Regions from separate parts of the Anas platyrhynchos genome. Here region 1 is linked to region 2. A link is a contact called in public Hi-C data. All regions are on one chromosome and are shown on one strand. The core of a region is the stretch at or near the end of the contact, and the rest is flanking DNA. Distances in the headings are between cores, read along the strand shown. Region 1 holds the start of CCDC71L (coiled-coil domain containing 71 like). Region 2 overlaps LOC119715581 (a long non-coding RNA gene).

Region 1 (6,708 bases), core at 2,348-4,847, 68 kb after region 2:
TGTCATGAATACAACCATGAGCTTAAGCCGTGTTAGCTTTCCTGTAAGCTGTTAGCTTTCACACTCTCTCCTGTAAACCAGCCCTTTGCTGAGCTATTTCAGCACGTTAATTTATCAGAAAACCTGACTAAAGATCCGCCCCCCGCCTCCCCCAACTGAATTCACAGACTGAAATAGCTCAGCTGAGAACCTCTAAGTGCAGCTGGCAGATCTTAATCCAACTTCCTAACAGGGTACCAGCAAAACACACTGCACCCCTGCATACAGCCTGCACCAGAAGAGTCACTCAACAGAGCTAGAGATATTTCACACTTCTTTGTACCCACAAAGAACATTTCAGTACAACACTCAAAACAAGGCAGCACAAATTTTAATATGGTATCTCCCATATCATACCTCTGGCAGCCTTAACTCTGCCCCTGAAATTTGACCCAGTCTGTCCCACTCCTGTTGATGGGTTATGTGAAAAATCTGCACAAGACAATTGCTTAAATTTTATCATTTCTCTACACAGATTTTTCAAAAGTATACTAAAGAAATCGACCTAACAGGAGGAGCAGAACATCAGTGAAGTCAACTACAGACTTCAAGTATTAGCAACAACCCTCTTAAGTTGCATTTTTAGAGTCAAAACTGAAATACTTGGAGCCTTGGCATTTGGTCATGCTGCAAAATGTCATATTGAGTTTTAAATCAACACAATGTTGCTTTTAGATTTGAGCAGGTATTATAGCCAGAGAAATAGCTCAACAATATGCACCCTTGAACTTTCATTTCCTAATTCCCTTCTGAAATGTGACGTGGCACTACTGCAGCAATCAGCAGGCAGTCTAACGTTATGTAAACAATTTCAAAAGCCTAATGGTTATAGAATAGATTGTTAGTTTGGAAGAATAAGAACTTGGCAGCTTTGCTAGGTAAGAACTATGTAATATAAACAGGTTTCAGAAGCTGTTTGCTTCAGGTTAGCATTAGCAAATTTTTGCAAACACCCTCTACACATCTAGCTGTCTTATTACCTCCAGGAAGAGCAGGCAACAAGGAGTCAATAGCAATCAGAAAAGAAATTTAAAGTCACCAAACCATTCTATAAACAAGCTGTGAAGTCATTCATTCCACTGTGGAAACTGAGAAGTTTCTTGTTTGCTAGGATACTAGGGACACAAACTCTCTCTCACCAAGCACTTCTTGTTCTTCCCCAAGCTCGGAAAAAAAAAGTCCCCCCATACCTTTGCCTCTCATACACCAACCACACTGGGCAAAACCTAAGGAAAGCCCTTAAAAAATCATATTCAGGAGGGAATGCCCACGAGACAGAATGACAAGATGGTGTTTTTCAGGCAAAATAGTCCAACTACGTTATGAATCTTGTATCACAGTCCACTGTGAAACCCAGAAGAGGTTTATGAAAATAATTATGTGCAAGTAATTACATGGATATGATTATCAACCTCTAACCATCTTAGAGCTCCAGGTTGACAACCAGCGCTGAAGCGATCAGGCTTGAAGTCTTGCTGCAGAGATAGGCACTTCAGTGTGGTGTTTGGGTCATGTGAGGACTCCTTTTTTTGCCGTTAATGCCAACATCGTATCACAGTTCACCTTCAGACACCTAGGAACTGCTTTGATGAGTAGTTACATTTTTCACAAACCCTAAATTTGTTTTCAGGAGACACCCCTGGTGCCTTCACCAGGCACATACATGGCGTACGCCACCAAAGAACCCATCCCTGTGCAGTCCAGTTTCATTGAACTGAAACGCCGCTTGTTCTTTGCCTTTTATTAAGTTCACTTAGGTTGACCAAATGAGCTTCCCTAAAGTAAACAGGTTTATAAAATATCAGGATGATTCTATCTTTAGGTGCTCAATAGAAACAAATACTTAGTTCAACTAGAAAACTTTAAAAATGACTTTAGATACAAAAGTGTAACAATTATACTGCGCAATACATCTTTATATATCACTAAGCCCATGAAATTGAAAAAAAAAAGGTTTTTTTGTTGGTTTTTTTTTTTTTTTTTTTTTTTTTTGCACCATCAAGAACAGCCACAAGTCCTGAACCTCCATTCTTTACGCATCCTTGATCAGAGTAAACTGAAACTTGGGAATGCTTGGGATTCAAAATACCCTGAGCACATACTAGTGCAACACCACAAAGCATACATAATCCGTCGGAAAAGGGGAGGGAGGGGGGGGACAGCGAGAATCGGATGGTGCTTTATTATACAAGCATGAAAGAAAAGTTCCTTTGGAAAATAACTTCTTGGGTGGACTTCTGGACCAGTGAGGTAGCCCGAAGGGGGAGAAGTGGAAGCGGAACTTGGTCCCCACGCGCGGAGCCTGCAAGAGGCCGGAGCCCCGCAGGCTGCCCCCGGTACCGGGGGGGGGGGGGGGGGGGGGAAGAGGAAAGGGGGTCGTGGTGGGGGTCCCGGCGCCCCGTCCCGAGTCCGAGCGAGCCGTAAAGTGCAGCAGAAGGACATGATCCAGACGAAAGCAATGTAAACAGGTGACTGATATCGGTCTCTTTGTCCGCGGCGGGGCAGAGCCGGGCGGCGGCCGCGGCCTCACGACGGCGCCACGGGCAGGCGGCGCACCCGCACCACGGGGGCCAGGTCCACGCCGAGGATCCGCTGCGCCCGCCGCAGCGCCGCCGCCAGGCTCCGCCGGCTCCACACGCTGCCCCGCACCCGGATGGTGGGGAAGGAGGTGAGGCGGGGGGTGGCCGCCTGCCAGATCTCCTCCAGCGACCGGCCGCCGAACGGCTCCCAAGCCGGCCCCTGCGCCGGGGCGCCCCGCTCGCTGTCCTCCTCCTCCTCCTCCTCCTTCTCCTCCTTCTCGCCCGGCACCGCCGCCGCTTGGCGCTGCCACCCCCGTCCCCTCCTGCGTCGCCGCCGCCTCCGCCGCCGCTTGGCGCTGCCCCCCGCGGCCACGGCCCGGCGCTTGGCGGCGGCGGCTGCCGGGAGGCGCCGCTTGCCGGGGCGGCGGCGGGGCCGCTCGGAGGAGGGCGGCGGCGGGTCGGGGACGACGGCGCGGCAGGAGGCGTAGCCGTAGACGTCCTTGCTGCGGAGGATGACCGGGGAGAACTCGTGCTTGAGGCTGCAGAGGAAGTTCCAGAGCTCCGAGTCGGAGCTCATGAACTCGGTGGACTTGGGCATGAAGAGCTTCAGGGCGTCGCTCAGCGCCTTGGTGCCGGCGAAGGAGACCTGCGACCGCGAGTACACAACTTTCTCCGCCTCCCCTTGCAGCCCCCAAGCGGCCGCCGCCGCTCCGCCACCATCGGCTGCTGCCGCCGCTGCCGCTGCTGCCCCCGCCGCCGCCTCCACCGCCACCTCCTCCCGGGCCCCCTCCGCGGCGCTCCCCGCTTCGTGGTTCATCCTCCCGGCTCCTCTCTCCAGCGCCGCCTGCTTCCGACTGCGGGTCATGGAGGCGGAGGGGCGAGGAAAAAAAAAAAAAAAAGAGGGGGGGGGGAGCGCGAAGGAGGCGCGGGGAGGCGAAGAGAGGACGGGCGCCGCTCCGCCAGCCGGGCGCCCGCCGCTCCTCCGCCACCGCCCGCCCGCCGGCTGGGAGCGCCGATCGATCGCGGCCGCCCGGCACAAAATGGCGCTTTAAAGTCCCAGGCGGGGACTGCGCCGCGGCCCGCCCTCCCTCCGCGCCCGGCGGTTGGCCCGTTTGAAACGCGTGGCGGCGGCCCCAAACACCGCCCTCAGCCCGCTGCGAGCGGCCCTCGGGGGGCTCCGGGTGCTCCTCGATGAGGGGAGCGAGGTGGAGACCCCTCGGAGTGCTGAGGGGGGCTTCGTCCCCGAGGGCAGGACTCGCCCCCGCGGTGGTGGAGGGCTCCCGGGGCAGGGCGTGCCCTGAGGGGCAGCGCCGGGGCGCGGGCGGGTCCCTCATGTCGCCATGTGCTGCCATGTGCCCGGCTGGCGGCATCTTGCTTGCCTCAGGGGACAGCTCCCGGCAGCTTGGTGCTCGGAGGTTGTGTCACCCTGGTCGCCATCGGCCAGCGGTGGTGGCGGGGTCTGGCGGGCCTCACACGACCTCCATGCCGTAAGGGCGAGGCGCTGCACACAAGGGGTAGAGGCTTCGAAGGGTGGGCTTGCCCCAGAGCTTGAGCAAAGGCTGAGTCAAACAACAGCGTGGAATAGAATCCCATAGTTGAGTTGAAAAGGCCCTACGATGATCACCAAGTCCACCTGCATGACCACTTCTGGGCTAAACAATAAATAAAGTAACTAAAGTTTCTAAAGTAACTAAACCAAATAAAGTGTATTGTTGGGGGCATTATCCAGCCGCCTTTTGGGCAATGACAGGCACAGGACATCAACCACCTCTTCAGGATGCCTGTTGCACTCTACAACCACACTTAAAGAACATCTTCCCAACATCCAGCCTGACCCAAAATGGGTGACCAGGCATGATACGATGAAGTCCGCCATGCAATGTTTGAGTACAACCATCCTGATCCTGCAGAAGGGCTTTTTAACGTCAACACATTGGTCAGTAACTCAACAACAGCATCAAGACATTGAAATGTTCACAGCGTCATTGGGATTGGCTTCATATCCCAGCAAAGCAGTCCTGTAAGGAAGTCCCAAACAAATTAGTCTTTGCATTAGTTGAGCCCTTTATGAGCATCATCAGCTCAATGAGTACACACTGCCTTCTTGTCCTGCATGACACTGCCATGCTTGCAGCTTTATAGGACAACTTCGTCAGCTGCCATAAGTCCCCTTGTCCCTCTAGACCACGCTTTCCGATAATTCGGAGATTGCTGTCACAGGAAGAGTATCTTCTCAGGTTCTTGGATTGTTTCAGTTAAATCAAAGCTTTCCAGCACCCAGAACAGCAAAGTGTCAGCAAGACCTGAGATGGTTTAACCTTCCCTACAAACCCTACTTGGGGTTTGATTAGACTCCTAACTAATTACTTTCTCTAAGCGTCAGTACGGGCTGAGGAATAACATTATTTTTCTTCATATGCAGTCTTTGTTCTGTAATTAATCTTTCAGTTTAGAATAGGGAAATCTTTTATTCTCAACTCATCAAGAACCTAAATTGGAATGTCTAGGAAGCTTCTCAAATAAGAGGCAGAAATTATGCATAAGAAATTATTTCTTACTGCCAGTGGAAATAAGTGAATTTTCTTCACAGTATAATTTGGTTTGTGTTCATGGGAAATTCAAGAATATTAATCCAAATAACCAATTAAAGTGAGTATTAACAAAACTGTTTTAAATCTTCATGGGGACAATCTCGAGGTTTAGCCATATTCCAAACCAGCTTTATAAATGATCTCTATTTTCAAAAACTCTCTTTCCCCAAACAATGTTGTTAGTGCAGATTTTAATTGGATTCATTTCACAGCACACTTTAGAGCACAGTGATGCAGGCAGATTGCTTTACCTGAGGAAGGTATCCTATAACACAGAGGATAAGAACCCATAGCTGGAAGCCTTATTGCCAGGCATCTCTTGATCCAGCTGTGCTGCAGTTCGTCACACTCTGCACACATGCCTGCTTCCAGCCATGGGGCAGCCAAGTCTCATTGCCAGCTGGACCACAGGAGCTGACCTGTGCTCATGTTCTCAGCGGTGGGAGCTTCCTCACCATCATATTCAGCAGCTCAGTTGATAAGTGGGTCCTCATTAAACTTCAGAAACCCAGTTGCTTATAATCATGACCATGACCTTTTTTTCTGAAATTACAAACATTTCTGGCATATGAGTTAAATGTCATTGCGGTGGAGGTGGGAACTTTTCAGCCAGCAGTAAAGGAGTCACTGTATCCACAAGGTAAAGGACAGATTAGTACATTTTTGTTTTAATTGGCACTTACAAATTATTTTGACTTTTTTTTTGCTTCCAGCATGGATGACACCATTGTACAGCATAGACTGTAATCTCAGCTTTACAACTTCATTGTAGTTTTCTGCAGTGTAACATTCTCCTTTTAATACCTTACGAAGTCATCTTGGGAAAATCCATGGTAATTGGCTCTTTCAGTAATTTACAATAGCCCAGTAGAGTAATAATGATGATAATAAAATTAATAATGCTTTGGAAGTACATCTTCATTTCAATCATACCACTTCCTATAAGCATTAATTATCACTCACAGCACTCCTGAGTTATGTAAGTAAATATTGCCTTTCGATACCAGATGAATAGAATGAAGAAGTGGATTAAAATGAGTTGACTAAGGTATATGGACACAATGCCTTTATTTTCTGTAGATCTCCTTAATTTCTAACAACCTTTCTAAAAAATGTAGTGAATATCTACACTGAAACAGAAGAAAAAAAATCTGGTAATCTTTGTTCCATTTATTAGAATTTCTTTATAGAATTCTAAAGAAAGGGAATGAAGTATTAATGACACACTACTGCATTGACATTGTATTTCTTAAATAATTCCTGCCTAGTGCCAAGAACTGATGGTAAATATTAAATTGTTATCTGTACATATGGTCACACTGAGTTTTGAGACGTGCTCAATAGCCCTAATGTCCGGGATATTAAGTCACACCACTTCTGTTGCTGGGGCTTTTCCTCTAGCAAACTCATTTTGTTCTACTTAGGTTAGCAAGGACAGTCTTTTACTGTCTGACACCCTTAAAAATAATCACCCTTTTTCACTATATTTTCCTCTGCTGTTGAGAGGTTGCATTAACTAGCAGACTGCTTCAGTCACATTGTTCCCTGAATGTCTTTAG
Region 2 (6,628 bases), core at 1,119-3,618:
AATTTCCACTACCTTGGCCTTAGTTTACGGCTCTCCTGTTTGCCCACCACTCAGAAAGCTGTCCCAGAATCCAGCCCCTTCAGCTGCTCACCATACCCCTATCTCTCACCAACTTAACTAAATGCCTGGAGGAGAAGAGCTTGTACTTTTTACTTCCAAGCATTCAGTCATGGCAGACACTTGCTGCAAAATTCACAGGTTGGATAAAATCCAAGTAACTTCTTACAAGGGCCAGGGAGGACTTTGTTGTTCAGCTCAACACTTTGAGTGCCCTACATTCAATGTATAGCCTTGTGGTTGGGGCATTTCTCCAAGAAGAGGAAGTTTTGACTAAGAACTATGTTTTGTCTCCAGAAGAGTTAACTTGATTACTCTTTCTCATGTCTCAGCATGGCAGCCTAACCACTATGTTAATAAATACCCCTATGCCTCAGCCAGCCCTTAAGTGAAATGCTGTCTGCAGAAGAGGTTGACAGAAACCTCTTGGAGGACTGCCATCAGCACGGTCACTTAGGATGAGCCCAACTCCAGCTTGTCACAGTCAAGAGCACATGTTTGCAGTTACTAATGGAAGGGCTTTGTCATCCTCCCATTTGGGCGATGGGTTTCTAAGACACTCGGGGAAAAGAAAGGATCCAGAACTGAACCACATTATCTCCAGCAACCGCATTAGGCACCGGCAGCAGTAAAGAAGGAGCCTTTCCCCAAACGTTCATTCTTTGCATTTCATTGCAAATGCTGGGAAACTGGATAATCCATTTTAAAAATGCCAGCTAAGTTTCCTTATTCTGAAATAAATTCTCTGACCTTTTAAAAATAGACTCCCAACTTTCTTGAAATGGTTTTCCATTATTTCCTTTGAGGCCATTTGGAGAAGTTTGTGTTTGTGAATGTCTGGTCTGCTCCAGAAGTGGTTGTTTGGGGCCATAAATTATCTGAAGAGCTTTTGTCCAGCTCTGGCACATCTTCCTGCTACACATGGCCATTGCCAGGCTTCACCATGGTCAACAAGAAAACCTGCTAGCACCCTTAAAAGCATTTGCCAATGAAACAAGGCAGATTACATATGGCTTCTGCCCAGTCTGAGCGGGGGAAAGTGCTCCTCTTTCTCCTCTTTTCCATTCTTGCTTTCTTCTCCTTTTTCCCCTCTATTATTTTATGCTCAGGGCTTGATCTTGTATTCTGGACCTTCTAGATGTACTCCAGAGCAACCAACAGAAGGTGAGGCAATACAGTGGAAAGATCCTTATGGTGCCATCTCTTCTCATTTTTTCTAAGCCAACTCTCTATCCAGCCACACTCTGAGTTACTGTTTACTTGCAGTCCTTTTAATTACTCAGTCCCAAAACCTTAGATGTCTTCAAGGTGCACCCTGTTTCTTGAAGCAACACGTGCCTCAGGCTGTTGGCTTCTTAATCTACAGCCCCGTCTCTGTTTTGTACTGTTTGTTTGTACAGTGCCACAAGTCACTACACCAGTATATACAAGTAAGAATAAGTATTTATTTGTCTTCTCACTGTGTAAAACTCCAAAATGCCAAACCTTTCTAGCATTTCAGAGGCATTACAATTTTAGAGTACTGACCCTCTTACACACAGGTAGCCTGTTGTTTTCTCCAGCATGTTTCAAGATGATTTTAGCCAGAGTATATATATACAGATATGAATTGGCACTTGAACCCATGTTTGATGTGGTTCTGATCCTACACCTGGATTAAATTCAGGTGCTGACCTTAGGTGCGATGTACCAGGAGTATTCCACCTTGTGACTACACAAAACCACTACAATTAGTGACAACGGCAAGGCCTGCGAAAAACATTCCTGCCCTTCAGGATCTGTTTCATCACTGCAGTGAAGGCAATGCAGATGAATGCATGTCGTGAGCTGCTGCCCTGCAGATGGAGAAGCAGTGTCATTGTGCCAAAGCCCCAGGTGGCCGTGTCAGGCCACCGAGGCACCCAGTGGGCCCAGTTGGAGGCCTGGGCTCAGCGAGGAGCAGCAGGACTCAAGAAGCACTGGAGGAAGCAAAGCTGGCATGAACCCCTGCCTCCTGCAGAAACGGCAATACAGAAAGGCCTAAAGTGTGTGCGCTCAGCAGCTAGAGGGCAGGCTCATTTTCCTGTAAAACTCAGTGAACGCTTTTGTCGCAGTTGCAGCGACTTTTAGAGTGTTCAGCTGAAATGACTAAACCGTAAATCACTCAGGGCTAATTGGAGAAGTCTTCTGTCTTAGTCGGGGGTGGGGGGAGCCAACCCAAACCCAAAAGCAAACCAACAGATACACAAACGTTCTGGTTGCTTTGCCAGCCCCGGCTCTTGCCAGCTGGGCCTGCTCCTGACAGCGGCTGGGCAGGACCCGTGTCCAAGGCAGGAACCTTTCACAGATGTGGCCATGTCTCATTGCAAACACCCCGCAAAGAGCACGTGTTGGCTTCCACAGCTTCCACGATGGGAAAAAATAATTGAAATGGTTTACAAATAGCTCTCATCAAAGCACTCAATAACTTCCTTTTAATTTACTTCCTATTCAGAAAAGGGCTTGCAAGAGCAGAGAACATGTGACATGAGCTAAGCAGCCTCCGCAGAGCTCTGTCTCAGGCAAGCTACGTATTCCATCACATAAAATTTTCCAGTATTTTCTGTGGCTGTAGAACTTGGGAGCTGGGCTTGTAACGGTGAGCACAACTGGAGGTGCTGTCCAGAAACAGGCCAGCTCCTGCGCTGTGATGTGCCTGGTCAGGGCTCTGTTGTCACAAGGGCATCAGCTCTGCCACAATATAGACAAATTTGTGTCTTCAAAGACAAATTCTTCTCTTTCTTGCATCTTAAAAGAACCACTGGAAGAAACCAGCTGTCATAGTGCTTGTCTTTGCAGCAAAAACATCCTTTTTGAAGCATATGGAGAAACTGCTGACACTGTCTAGTACCGCTGCCATCCCACTGTTAATACAATTAGGGACTAGGCCAAATAACCCTAAAAGTGGTGCCTGAAAATGAGCATAATTATTGTAAATCATTTCAGGATCTCAGATGGAACAAGCTTGCAGTGAAACACAAGTGCTTCTCCCGTTCCCAAACACATGAGTGCTGGAGGGTTTGCTGTGTATTGTGTCAGAAGGGTTTCATGCATGAGAGGCAAGGAGGAGAGAAGCACTGTAAAACTGTGTGCCAAGATAGGCAGAAAAATAAGAAAAGAAAAAAAAAAAAAAAAAAAAAAAAAAGCCTGAGCAGCAGCCATGGGACTGCAGATGCTAGAAAAGCCCAAAGAGGTCCTCGGGGCTCCACACCAGCAGAAAATAAATTGCAACTATGTGGGGCAAAAGGATTTCTCATTAATTTTAAATTTGCTTACTTCTGTTGGTAATATATGTTGTTGTCTGTTAGCTACATTGCAGAAATGAGTCTGCAGCACCCATCCTATGAAACATCACCGCACACAGGGATGGATTTTGAGCTGTGCTGCGTGTTCCCTCTGCAATGATGCGTACAGAGGGGGAGAGGTTTGCATTTGCAGAAATGACAGGCAGTGTCAGCCTGGTGTGGACGGGGAGATTACACCGTGTTGGGCATGGGAAGGGCTTGACAGCTCTCAGCGCACACTTGCTGCCCTCCAAAACAACAGGCAGAATCTTAAGAAGCAAACAGGTATTTGGAGGAGTTGGGGTAATACAGTCTTGTATAGGTGTCACACTGCACAGGACTGAGATGGGATAGCCAGACTTCATGTAAATACAGTTACTGAGAAAATGGTTCCTTCTGTTGCACTTCCTCCTGTCTGCAAGGGCAAAATCCTCATGGTGCTAGCATAGACTCCTGATCCTCTGACCCATCTGATGCTGGAGGTATTGTTCATTTCAATAGAGAAAGGCTTGGAAGAAAATTGAATTTGGATAATTAGGATGCTGCTAGAAGCCCAGAGAGCCTTGGTCCTTGGGAACAGAGGATGCCACAAGAAGCGCCATCCTCCTCCATGTTCATGAGCAAGAAGGGAGAGGTTTCTGTGAAGGAACACCAGCAGAAGACAGGAAGAGAGAGAGATTTAAGCGCGGATGAATAGGAGACATGGAGATGGAGCTGCAAGGAGACAGCCCAGCAGGAGTGTTGTGCCTAAGGCCACATTCCAAGGGACATGGTTAAAAAACAACAGCTTCCTGGCAGCGGCCGCAGCACCTGATTTCCTGGCAGGATGCCGCAGCCAGGGAGTGGCTCCAGGACCTGGCTGGTGGCTCCGTTGCTGCTGTGTTTGGATGACATTTTACCTTCCTGGTAGCTTTTGCCTCTTGATTGCTACAGCTCCAGCTTTCTTTTGCCTTTTTTTTTTCTTTTTATTTTTTTTTATGTCTAAAGCACTTTCTACATGTGTAAGGTCATGTCTGGTGGAGAACAAGCAAGCACCCCAGCACAGTACATTTATTTTTCTTGTTTAACCAAAGTGTAAACCAAGCCACAAACAGAATGAGAACATTTCATCCTGAATTGTGCAGATGAAAGAGACATAAAAGCAGAAGTAGGACCAGAGGGCAAACCTCCAGCCAGCAGCAAGCCCTGACCTCAGATTTAACAGCGTCATTGTAAATAGTCCTGGCCCAAACCCTCAACTGGCAAAAAGGAAAATTATGCCAAACTGGTGCTCAGTGAACAGATTTTCCCTACCCAAATATGAAACCATGACAAATAGCCTTTTTTTTTTTTTTTTTTTTTTTTTTTTTTTTTTTTTTTTTTTAGGGGGAAAAAATGAAAATGGGCCAAGCAGGTAGGGGTGTGATGGTGTGAGCAGCCCCTTCTGTGCCCTTGTGCCCTGCTTTGCCAGTACCGTCCTCCACTTCCGCCTCAGCCCTCCCACCAGCACCATTGCTTGATTCTTTTTGTTGGCTCCAGGGCCTGTACGCTGCGTGGACATCTGAGCTGCCTCTTGCTCAAGAGAGGAAAAACTGTGGTGGCTTCTTCCCTTTTACTCATTTACCAAAATCGTTTTTGCTTGAGCACTCTGCTCCATCGTTTGCAGCCTCTCTGGTGCTAAGGTTTCTGATGGACGTTTTCCACTTAATAACTCCCTTCTATGAGAGATATCTGTCAAAGATAGAGAAGCACCAACATACACAATGCACCTGCATGCCAGTCCCTCTCATTTATCCCTTTACTCCATCAGATCTTCATAAAACAACCTCCTTAGTCAGGGTCCCTTGCTCTAAGTGAATAAGGTCTGAGCCCAGCAGTCACGCACACTGAAATCTGCTGTTGAAGAGCAAGAGAAGTACAAGAGAGAGAGGAAAGGATGCTGTCAAAATGCATTAAAGCAGACTCAAAAGGCCATCTACCTAGGTACATGTTTATTTGTGCCTCCACAAGCCAACCTGCCCTTAGCCTGTACCAGAAGCAGAGAGGGAGCACCCAGCCTTGTGGACACTAGAAACTGCATGCTAGGCTTTGTTCTGTGAAAAGGTCTTGTTTTCTCAACAGCAAGCATGTGACAGCTATTAGGGGTATAAAATCTGATGCAAAGATAGGATCCTGGTCATGGCCTCCTGAAAGGCAGGGCAGCAAGTCAAGCACCACCACACCTCCCTCTTCTTCCCTGTTCAGGCCAGGCTGAAGAAAACAACCATCCTCCAGCATTTTTACCACCGGAAGACTTGAACATAAAACATCTTCTCCTGATAGAAAAGGCCAGCCTTGGACTGACCCTCCCAGTTCATTCCTGCAAGACCCACTGCTGGGAACAGCTTTTTGTCAGGATTAACCAGGGCTTTTGACCTTGCTACATGGTGTTCCCCTACTCAACAACCCTAGCCTCTCAGACACCACAGAGCATCCCTCAAAAACACATATAAAGTGACAACAGCAAGACACTTGTTTTGAGCAAACTTGTCATTGACTATAACAACACAAGCTGCTAGCCCAGAGCCCTTGGTGGGATTACATGCGCACATCCACAAAAGAGGCATGAGGAAGAGAGCTGACAGAGCAGTTGCCTGTATAGTCCTCCCCCAGATGGCTGAGATCCTGGGCAGTTTAGGAAATTGCTGTGCAGAATTCCCCACAGTAAATAACAGGGACTGGTGTTTCCTGCAGAGGCACAGGGGAGGATGCGGTGGAAGGTGCAGGAGCAGACCCATGTTCTCGGCAGTGCCCTAGTGACACAGCCTGGCAGGGCATCGCATGGATGGGGCTAAATCTCTGTCCTCAGTCAGGGGCTCCTGGTAATAGGGAGCTTCAGAGGCAAAGAAGACAAGTCTAGCTGCACCACAGCACACTTGGGCTGTTTATGATTTTTTAAAATCATGGATTTTATCAAATCTCATCTGTGCCTCTGCTGGAGGCAGATCCGTGACTGCAACAGGACCACAGGTGCAACACACAGTGGTCCAGTGCTGCATGTGGGGAATGCCATGGCTGCAACCAGGTCAGGTCTCATCTGGGACAGCTGCTCCTACTTCATTCATCTCCACCCCTCTGTCACAGCGTGCAGATTTACCCTGTGATAGGGGGCACTGCTGGGCAGTGGGATCCATCACCCCCCTGTCTAGCAGGTTGTTAACGCAGGAAGGTTTCCATTACATCAGTAAGGGTGTTAATTTATAGCATGTTTGCTCTTTCTCACCAAATCTTCTTCCAGATCAGAGCTTGCT

What was found. Hi-C and Micro-C count contacts between places; a contact is called where the count stands out from the background.
Region 1: a Hi-C map of subcutaneous adipose tissue shows a contact between it and region 2, with 1.9 times the contacts expected there. The contact joins the promoter of CCDC71L here to the enhancer-like site in region 2. A contact is called at or near these places in 4 of 8 Hi-C or Micro-C datasets (F1 follicle, F5 follicle, liver and 1 more).

The regions. Positions count from the first base shown.
Region 1 is chr1:14,739,307-14,746,014 of IASCAAS_PekinDuck_T2T, forward strand. CCDC71L (coiled-coil domain containing 71 like) reads right to left here and starts at 3,598. Exons shown (of 1, transcript XM_027459190.3): 1 at 1,766-3,598. The coding sequence starts at 3,423. The coding sequence ends at 2,566.
Region 2 is chr1:14,672,078-14,678,705 of IASCAAS_PekinDuck_T2T, forward strand. All of the region lies in intron 1 of LOC119715581 (a long non-coding RNA gene), which reads right to left. Among named protein-coding and RNA genes, the nearest start is that of NAMPT, 63 kb to the left of the region's middle. Within about 2 kb of position 2,369, at least 4 of the 8 cell types and tissues checked have an H3K27ac peak or open chromatin away from gene starts, as enhancers often do. A contact at or near this core is called in F1 follicle and subcutaneous adipose tissue, where this site is marked.